Linked DNA regions of Ovis aries: region 2 is linked to region 1. The links are chromatin contacts, called in public Hi-C maps. All regions are on one chromosome and are shown on one strand. Each heading gives the region's core, a stretch centred on a gene start, on an enhancer-like site or on the middle of the called end of the contact. The rest is flanking DNA. Distances are from core to core; before and after follow the strand shown.

Evidence for each region. A called contact is a pair of places that touch in the nucleus more often than the background predicts.
Region 2: a Hi-C map of omental adipose tissue shows a contact between it and region 1, with 2.8 times the contacts expected there. The contact joins two enhancer-like sites. A contact is called at or near these places in 3 of 16 Hi-C or Micro-C datasets (omental adipose tissue, skin fibroblasts and tail adipose tissue).

What each region holds. Positions count from the first base shown.
Region 1 is chr13:44,188,831-44,193,754 of ARS-UI_Ramb_v3.0, forward strand. KLF6 (KLF transcription factor 6) reads left to right here. Exons shown (of 4, transcript XM_012188639.4): 4 at 1-2,280. Among named protein-coding and RNA genes, the nearest start is that of KLF6, 8.9 kb to the left of the region's middle. Within about 2 kb of position 2,446, at least 28 of the 54 cell types and tissues checked have an H3K27ac peak or open chromatin away from gene starts, as enhancers often do.
Region 2 is chr13:44,600,027-44,605,060 of ARS-UI_Ramb_v3.0, forward strand. No RefSeq gene overlaps it. Among named protein-coding and RNA genes, the nearest start is that of PITRM1, 71 kb to the right of the region's middle. Within about 2 kb of position 2,930, at least 1 of the 54 cell types and tissues checked has an H3K27ac peak or open chromatin away from gene starts, as enhancers often do.

The sequences.
Region 1 (4,924 bases), core at 1,196-3,695:
CAAAAGTAATGCATGGTCTGGGGAATTATCTGCTTTTCCATTTTTAAATCAGGACTACCGTTTTGATTCCAAGTTCACTGAGCAGCTAAGATAACGATTGGTCGAATCAGGTGACCCCCTAGCCATCTGGGCCTGGCAATACGTGATGCTTTCCCCTCCAACCCCACCTCCCGCCCCTTGGATTTATTCGTAACACTCCCCTTCTAGAGAGGCGTTGTGCAGTGTAGGACTATTTTGTCAGTGGTTCCGAATTCGTATTACCTTTTTGGAGAATTTCAAGTTGCCCTTAGGAGACATTGGGCACAAGTTGGGTGTCCGGGACACCAAGGCTGGGAATTGCTGGTCTAATGTCCCACTAGACTCAGAACCTAAAATTTTTCTCAGTTGGGTGGATGAAACCACTAAAGCTTAGAAACTGTTTTCTCATGCAGCTAAATTTCTCTTATTTATGCCTTGAGGACTCATTTCTGGTTTTCTAGCTGTTAATGCACTGTAGATCTTAATAATGGTGCCTTACGCAAGTGGCCCCTCCTGTGGGGGTCTCATACAGGGGAATGGGTGATGCATGCTTTATTAAGGCTCTTTTTTCACCTGGCTTTGTACTGTATCAATATTTAATACAGAAAAAAAAAATCTCTTTAAGGTCCTACTTCACAAAGTCAAATAGATGAAAACTCCCCAAACAAGTCAGTATTTATTCAATAGCTTAGACAACTTGACTGTCAGTGTTCAAGTGGGAAACACATGATAATTGGAAAATCAGACCATTTCTGCCACCGTGAGGGTGAGACTTCAATATAGACTTTGCACAACACTTGTACAGATCATACACCGGCTGTGTTTAATATGTAACATTTTCACACGTATTAAAGATACAGAAGTATTAAAAAACAATGTATTTGCTTAAAAGGCACAAGTTTCTCGCGTATCTATCTAGCTATCTGTTGGTAACACAGAAGGTATATTACTTTTTTAAAAGTGGGCGAAATTCTTGTGTATGTACATTTGTGTGTATAGTATGTGTATGTGTGTGTGTGTATATATATATATACATATATATGAATAATATATAAATATTTTTTTAAGGAGAAATTAGAATGTATAGCTAGAAAATTCCACAGCCTGTAAAGACCTATTTCAAAATGGCCATAAAGGAGGTAAAAATGAAAACTATAACTTTTATAAAGGCTTTATCTTTCATTTAACTATTTGCCACAGGCCCTTGGCATCAGATCTCTTCCAGACTGCCAAGTCACTCATCGTAATTGGTGGGTCTGGGATAGGGTCCCTTGGCCATTCAGAACTGCCATGAACGGAATACTAGCCCGCTGGTTGTTTGGTCTCAGACACACTAAGGTTTTGATTTCAAATGTCAGCCTTATTGAAGATCTAACCTAAAAGTAAGCTAATCACAGAGATTCTTTTTGAGAGCATTTTTTATGCAGATGAAGCTATTTTTTTTCCAGCACATAGATTCTTCCAGTTTTTCCAACAAGTAATTTCCCCGAATTGGCATACCACAGCATGGACAGCTGATCCTCCATGCAGCTGCTGGTCAAGGGTGTGGATCTTCTCTTTATATATATTTATATATATATATATATATATGCACATAAGTCTGGCTGGGCTGGTATTTTGTTTGATCTTCCTGAAAATGAGCAATGGTAAAAGCTCATATAACTGGTTTGTTTGTTTTGTTTTTTTAATCTGGGCTGATGGATACACTTACCTAAAGAAATTATTTTGCTGAGGGGGAAAATGCACTTTTTTCTTTTGGCAGTTCCAAATCCAGACACTTGATTTGCTGGATTTTGGAGGAAAAAAAAAAAAACTCCTTTTTTGGCCCTGCTGTGTGCTTAGCCATAACAGTTCCATTAAGCAAGAAGGTAAACAAAAGACAAAAAATAAAAAACTTGCACTGGCTTGTCTCACTTATGAAACACCGTGGAGTGGTTTGATTGGGTGGGGCTGGGTGCCATGTATGTCAATGCCTGTAATTTTCATAATAAGCAAGTACATAAAGAATTACAATTCTGTTCAGGTGATAACTGAGCCTCAATCAAGCAGAAACTTTTTGCTTGACATTAAAAAAAAATTTCTATTAGTGAAATTTCTTTCTTTTTATTTTGAAGCACCCTGTTATCTGAAAAAAAATCTTTGTAAGATTTTTGTAAAATTTTGTTTTACAAGATTTTATTTGAAATTGTTTTTTGCAAGATTGTTATATTTCTGTATGAATGTATTTTTTATTGGAATAACATAAAAGAATTCTTATCAGCATCTTGAGTCTGGCTGTTTTGTGTGTGGCGGGGTGGTGTGGAGGGAGGGAGTGTTGAAACAAATTCCTGCCAGATTAATCACGGGGCTCCTCCTTGGGAAATCTTCCTTATGCAACCCCAGCAGCCACTTGCCTGTCTCCCTCCCACTCACCGTCCTGGCAGCAAAGGTGGAAATAGGAGCCTGGGGTTGGTCCCCTGATGCGCACTGGGTTCTCCAGGGCCTGGCCACCAGGCTTTGGGGCTCAGGAGGAAACTCTGGCTGTGCTTTCACTTGTCACTCCAGCCTGGGAATAAACTGCAGAGGCTTCCGAGGAACGAGGAACGTGGAACAAGCACCTCCTGTTCACTTCCGATGTTCCTGGGGACCTGTTCAAGGTCAGATGCTCCTCGGCACCTGTTCCAGAGATGGGGGCCACCCCCAACCTGGCCTGAACACCTGGCTGGGTTGTCACCCAAGAGGGTGGAAAGGACACAGTGGGGACAGCAGGCCCCAGAGCCATCCCTCTGGCCTTCAGGACACCCTCCCTTACCTCTCCTGCCCTACCATCACCTTCTCTGGTCAGACCAGCAAAATAGGGCAGGAGGTGAAAGATTATTTACCTGATAGACCAATTTTTTTGTTGTTGTTGTTTTCCCTTTAGGCAGATGGGATTCATTCAACGCAAATTTTTTTTTTTTTGAAAATAGGGTAGCTTTTGGTTTTCTAGAAACATTTCCCAGCATGAGATCATAATCCTGCTGTGTGATGAGTGGCAAACGAGTTTGTGTTCAGATCATGTTAAGCTCCTTAGTGGGGACAGGGTGGAACTGGTGTGTGCCTGCTAGAGGGGGCAGTGGGATGCTGGAAATTTCCGAGAGATTGAGCTTAAGCTCGTTCTTAGTTTAGGGAAGTTCTCTAGTTGTTGCAGGAAGGGCCCCCTGCGTCTGTAGCGGTTCTACATTTGGCCTCGTGAGCAGGGTTTACACAAGCTGCCTCTTAATTTGATAATTGGGGAGGAGAAGCTGAAGTGCGTCCCCAGATTAGGAATGTTAAGTAATTTTCTTTCTAGAACTGCGGTAAAAATATCAGCCATTCGAAAGGAGTGTGGTGTGGGAGGGTGAAGGAAGCAGATGCAGTTTTTGCCAGGACTCTTGGGTGTGTTGTGTTCAAAGCACATGTCAGGATGACTAATAGTTGGATTGCCCCGACTGTAGCGCTAAATAAAGGCTTGATAATGCATTCTCGACTACTAGCGAGACTTGACCACTTTGTCATGCGAGGACTATGCCGAACAGCCCAGTTATGTTCAAATAAGGCTGCTAGGAGAACTGCCATGCAAGGAATCAGCTGTAAACCAAGGATATTTATAGAAGGACAAAAATTTTCACTCTGCTTAACAAAAGTGTTGAAACCTAGCTAAAAGAAAAGATCTGTTCTGTGTGCTTTTGGACAATTTGCTGAGCCACACTGGACCTCAGCTTTCTTATTGCTGAAATATTTTGGGCTTAGTCACATGTATCTAGCGTTTTGTAGAGCACTGCAATTCTGTGGTCTGTGAGTATAGGGTGGACTTCAAATTACACGTCCACCCTCCTCGGAATGCTCCGCTCAGATCTAGAAAGTTCTCTCACGCCACAGTAGACGGTATTGTTGAGAAAATTGCTCTGACTTAGAATGGAAAGGGGAACGTTCTCAAATATCCCTTTGCCCCTTTAATTACAGTTAAGTTATTTAGACATTTGGTGCCATAATACATACCATTTTTTAAAATTCAAAACAAAAACAAAAAACAACTCTTTGAAAACAGCCATTGTAGCCACGGCAGGCCCAAAGCCTCTAAGTTCTCCCAGCTCACCAATCCCATGGCACAGGTTCCCAGCTGACCTGTGTGCCCAGAGGGCGGGGGAGGTGATGGAGTCAGGTTGTTTACTTTTATATTTTAATTGCTGTGGAGAAAGAACGTAGCTTTCCTATGTAACTTCCTTCTTAGTTTTTAACCTTATGCCACCATGAGCTATTTTTTTTCTCTAAGTTTTAAAAAATTGCATCTATGTATTATTTTATTTTTTTATCTTTGGCTGTGCTGGGTCTTCACCACCGCAAAGGCTTTTTTCTAGTTGTGGTGCCACAGTTCCTCACTACGGCGGCTTCTCTTGTTACAGAGCACAGACTCTCAGATACACAGGCTTCAGTAGTTGTGGCTTGTGGTAAGCTAGGCTTTTTTTTTTTTAACAACTTTCCTTCCCAACTTGAAATATTCCCCTCGTCAAACTGGGTGATGATGAAAGCGATAGTATCTACCATTTGTTATGTCTTAACTACGAACTGGGGAGGGAATATGTTATATATGTGTGTCTGTGTGTGACTTCATATATATTTCCCAGTGTACTTCACATGGCAGACTTTATCCCCATTTCACAGGTGAGGACTACTGAGGCACCACTAGATGAAGCTGCTTTTTCTAGGTGGCTCAGTAGGACGCATCAGGCCTGGCATCCAGGCCACGTCTCTCAAATGCCAAAGACCAAAGGTTTAATCACCCTCTGGCACTAGTTTCTGTCTCACCAGAGCCTTCCACTCATCCTGATGGATTTACCTTAAAATGAAGTTACGTTTAAGAAAGGGAGACAGAACTTTCTTATAATTCAGAAACACTGAAGCTATA
Region 2 (5,034 bases), core at 1,680-4,179, 410 kb after region 1:
TCAACTCACGTTCCTGGAGGAAAAGGGAATGTCCAAAACCTGATGGGAGGCAGAACAAAACAAAGTGAGACAGAACAAAGACAGAACAAAATCCTACCTGTTAAATGTTTAAATCTGCCCCTTCCAGATCAGGAGCCAGACAGGAACAATGCTCTCCACTCATCTCCCCAGTATCTCAGAGGTGTCCACCTGCCAAGGAAGGTGTAAGACTAACAAGCATAAGGATTGGGAAAGAAAAAAACAAAATTGTCTCCTTGGAACCAAGCAGGATCCTGTGGGGCTCCCGGACATGGAAGCATTTCTGCCCCCAATTTCTTGTTCCTACGGCACATACTCCAGCCTCTGTGACCTTCCCCGAGTTCCAAAAGGCTGATTTCAACAGTTGCTAATCAAAAGAGGAGCAGTCTAGAAACCACTGCTTTTTCATACTGTTCATGGGGTTCAAGAAACATCAACCCTGAAAATTCATTGCTGAAGCTCCAATACTCTCGCCATCTGATGCAAAGAGCCAACTCATTGGAAAAGACCGTGATGCGGAGAAAGATCGAGGGCAAGAAGAGAAGGGGGAGACTGAGGATGAGATAGTTGGATGGCATCACTGACTCAATGGATGTGAGTGTGAGCAAGCTCTGGGACATAATGAAGAACAGGAAACAAAGAGTTGGACATGACTTCACAACTGAACAACAACAAGAGCCAAGAAACCACGTGCTGCTGCTGCTGCTAAGTCACTTCAGTGGTGTCTGACTCTTAGCGACCCCATGGACTGCAGCCTACCAGGCTCCCCCGTCCATGGGATTTTCCAGGCAAGAGTACTGGAGTGGAAGAAACCACCCAAGGCAAGATTAAAAGAGCTAGAGAAGCTCATGAAGAAGGTGACCCGAGACCAGATGAGAGGAGCGCAGGCCCTGCACACCCCCTGATCTTGTCAGCCACCCCCTCCACTCGAACCCTGGCTGTAAAACTTCTCATCATATCCTCCCAGGTGGGGACGCATAGTTTTGGGGGGCAGGAACTCGCCGTGCCCCCCTTTGCCTGGCAAAGCATTAAAGCTCTTCTTTTCTACTTCACCCACCTCTGTCTCCAAGCTTTGATTCAGCACGCTGCAAAGAGGCTGAGTTTTCAGCATCACTCTAAGAAGACAAAGTGAGGATGCCCCGCCAGCCACTGTCCAGCCTGGCCCCACTGTGGCCTCAGGCTGTGACCTTGGGTAGCTTCTCCTTGGACTTCACTTCCTTCTCCTGTGAATCAGGATCAACAAAGCCCTAAACCATGTTAACTGGCTGTAATACCAAACTGAAGTAAGAGCGAAAAAAGGAGAACTGCAAAGATCAGGCACTACACAGGGATAGGACACTGTACATATTATTAATACTGTCATCCCTGGTATAGTTTTGTGTTTAGAGGTTCACCGTAGTTGTTGTTTAGTTGCTAAGCCATGTCTAAGTCTTTGGCGACTTCATGGACTATAGCCTGCCAGGCTCCTCTGTCAATGGGATTTACCAGGCAAGAATACTGGAGTGGGTTGCCATTTCCTTCTCCAGGGCATCTTCCCAACCCAGGGACTGAACCTGCATCTCCACGACTGGCAGGCAGATTCTTTACCTTTGAGCCACTAGGGAAGCCCTTAAAGAATTCATACAGCAAGTGAAGCAATGTGACAGATTTTGCAGCAATCATTGACTCACCCATGTAATTTATTCACTAGGGAAGTTATGTCCTTTGTATTCATTGGAAATGAAAGGCCTGCTGTAAAACCAAGTGTTTTCATGGAAGAGTTGATGCAAAAGTGTTCTAAATGTTTTAGTAAAAGGCCAATTCCAAAGAGAACCGAGAAAATACATTCTTAAAAATAGGAGCGTGAAGGATGCAAAAGAAGGTATTTCTTTGTGTACTTATCTGTGGAGAGTTGCATCTTCTTTATGCATTAAGAAAAATGAAGAGCTTTCAGGTGTCTGCAAAAGGAGGGAGATAACGCAGGTGTGCCCGAGAAACACCGCAGATAAACACAGACACTGCAGGACGGTGTGAGGCAAAATTTTGTTTAGGTTGAAGGACCCTGACAAAAGAGATTTAATCAGTGAAGCACCAAAGAATCTTACCACACTGAGATCACCCCCCAAAGCCAACTAGAAGCAAAAGACTTTATAGAAGCTCTATATCAAAGAAAAGCTTTTATTAGCTTTAGATAGCTTTAATTTAACTTGCAGTAACGATCAGATTCTTCTCCATCCCTGGGATTTTTCTTCCTTGTGCAAGACAGGAGGGAAAAAGGAGGGTGGGTTGGGTGATCAAGATGTAACAGAGTTGAGGCTTAAGGAATGTTTTATTTTATAACAGTTTTTTACAATAATATCATTTGAGGTATATCATGCCTGTTTTAACAATAATTCTTTCAAGTGGGAATTTATTACAGGCAAATATTATCCTTGTAACTATTCTTCAGATATCATATACACATTAAGCTAAGAGCATCCATTAATAATTCAAAAGTCTTTCATTCCCTTTCATCCTATTGTCTAATACTTAAGATGTTAATGTGAAGAGAAGAGAAGTGCAAATGGCATTCTTCTGTTACAATATTAAAACAATGGAAGGATACAGGCTCTCAACCCTTTTACGAAAGTCATGAGCAGTCAAGCAGGAGATGCCAGGCATAGGAGAGTAAGCCCTCTGACTAATTTTGGCCTCTTACCAAGTGTTCACTTTTGCCCAAAGTGGTCCTTTCTAGCTTGTGCTTTCTTTCTCCCTTCCCTCCTGCAGCCTGTCCCCGGATGCTCGCAAACAGTTGCGCCTGCAAGAAAGCCAAGAAGCCTTCTCGGAAACATTGCAAAGGGTGCCGCAGCGGGCCCTGATTCGCCCACAAGTGCCAGCAGCACTTCTGCCTCTTCCGGTCATCTGTGGAACTTCTGGGCGACGTGGCAACAGAGAGCCGTGACAGGGAATCGTCTGATTTACGGGATAATTCACATGCCAGGAAGGCTCTGTATCTCTTCTTATGCTGCAAAATCGTTAGTGGTGTCACCCAAAGCGGCTGCTCGCCACTCAAAGGCCAGTAAGAGGCCAGGTTGGTGGAATGGAAAGTTCACTCTGTTTTGAATGCCGACAACCTGCCTGTCCAAAGGCTGACACCCTCTACCCACCCCACCGACAGTCAATGAGCAAGAGCTTTTAAAGACAGAGGGAGGGAGCTCCACGCAGAAACAGCACAGTCTGCTCAGACAGTCAACTTGAAGCTGGTCATCAGCGGTCTGACCAGTGTCATCGTGATTGTTCTAGGTACAGTCAGTCTTCAGTTCCAGTTTCCATTTCTTTGAGGCAAATTCTTGGAACTGTGGCAGCTCATATTGTGACTACAGTCCGGTCGTTGTGTAGTTAACTCCTTCTGCCTGGTGGGGGTTTCAGTGTCTATAAGACGGCTCACAGAATGTGGCTCAGACTATTATCTGTAGCCCTTGAGTAGAAACTAAAGGTCCTTTACTGTGCTTAATTATTATTCGGTCTGCTTTGACTGTTTTCCTTTCTTTCTGCATCTTGTCACTTCTCTGATTAAACGTATTCTTTGGCTAAAGTTTGTCCACAGACAAAGGCAGGGTGAGGTCACAGAGAGGTGGGCAGGCAAACGCCGTAGAGTCCTGCTCTGTTTCAGCAGTATGAAGGGTCACTAACACGTGGAAGCACTGCCACAGGAAAAAATCTGCTCTGCTTGAGTAAATGATGGCCCCCTGACCACCTCAGACCTTGGGCTGTAGCCTGGTGCGTTCCGTTCCTTCACTATTTGAGTGCAATCTGATGAGTTTGCTTCTCATTCATCATGGCCCATGGGGGCTTGGCATGTCGCTCCCCATGGATGGAATGGCAACGCTTCACAGCGAGCCCCTTGAAAAGTCTCTGCTTTTATGCAAATGAGACACTCCTTGTCACCCATACTATCCACTAATTGGTCGTGCTTCTCCAGGCTAGGGCTTCCCTGATAGCTCAGTTGGTAAAGAATCTGCCTGCAATACAAGAGACCCCGATTCAATTTGTGGGTCAGGAAGATCCGCTGGAGAAGGATAGGCTACCCACTCCAGTGTTCTTGGGCTTCCCTTGTGGCTCAGCTAGTAAAGAATCTGCCTGCAATGCGGGAGTCCTGGGTTTGATCCTTGGGTTGGGAAGATCCCTTGGAGACGGGAAAGGCTACCCACTCCAGTATTCTGGCCTGGAGAATTCCATGGGATCACAAAGAGTCGGACACGACTGAGCAACTTTCACTTTCACTTTCTCCAGGCTAGTGAAGACCAGCCCCTTTCTCTCCCAGCCTGTGCTTAGTAAATGGAACTGCTGGAGGTAACAAGGAAGAAGCAGAAGAAGCCACGGCCCAAGCCAGCCAGAGGAGCTCCGACTCCCAGTCAGCAGGGTTATTCTCGCTCCTGTGTGCACAGAAGGGAATGTTTAAAGGAAATTTGAGTTTTGCTTTCTCCTAATGAAGCTTTGCCATTTTTAAAGGATCACACGGTGATCACTGTGATTGCATTAACATTGATGGTAGCCAGTGTGCTGTGTGCTATTTTTAGCACGAAGCGTAACACAAAATCCCTGTTAGGCAGCGTGCGGCTCTCACCTCCCGAGGGGCTCATTAAAATGAGACATTTCCCTCCAGAGCCTCGCTCAGTGAGTAGTGTTTAAATTTCTTAACCAGGCTGCACCAAGTGGCCACATAAGAAATGGTTTTGAGAACAAATCCAGTGTCAGGCTGCAGCCACACCTTGACAGTAAAATCCCAGTGACATAAAATCTCAGGGAGGAAGTGGTCTTTGAATGAGAGACATTTAGAATTTTCCACGTTCTAATCAGAAAATAAGAACGCACTTCCTCATCCAGAAAGGAGCCACCTCATCAAACTCTCTTGTCCTGTGAACATGCAATGTCAGCCTAATAGCATTTTGCCAAATAATGAAGTTGTGAATATTAACCCTCATTGGGAATCCAGGTCAAGTATTAACTGCTGCAAATAGAAAAAGCTGGGATTCTGGGAATAAGGCCCATTTTAAA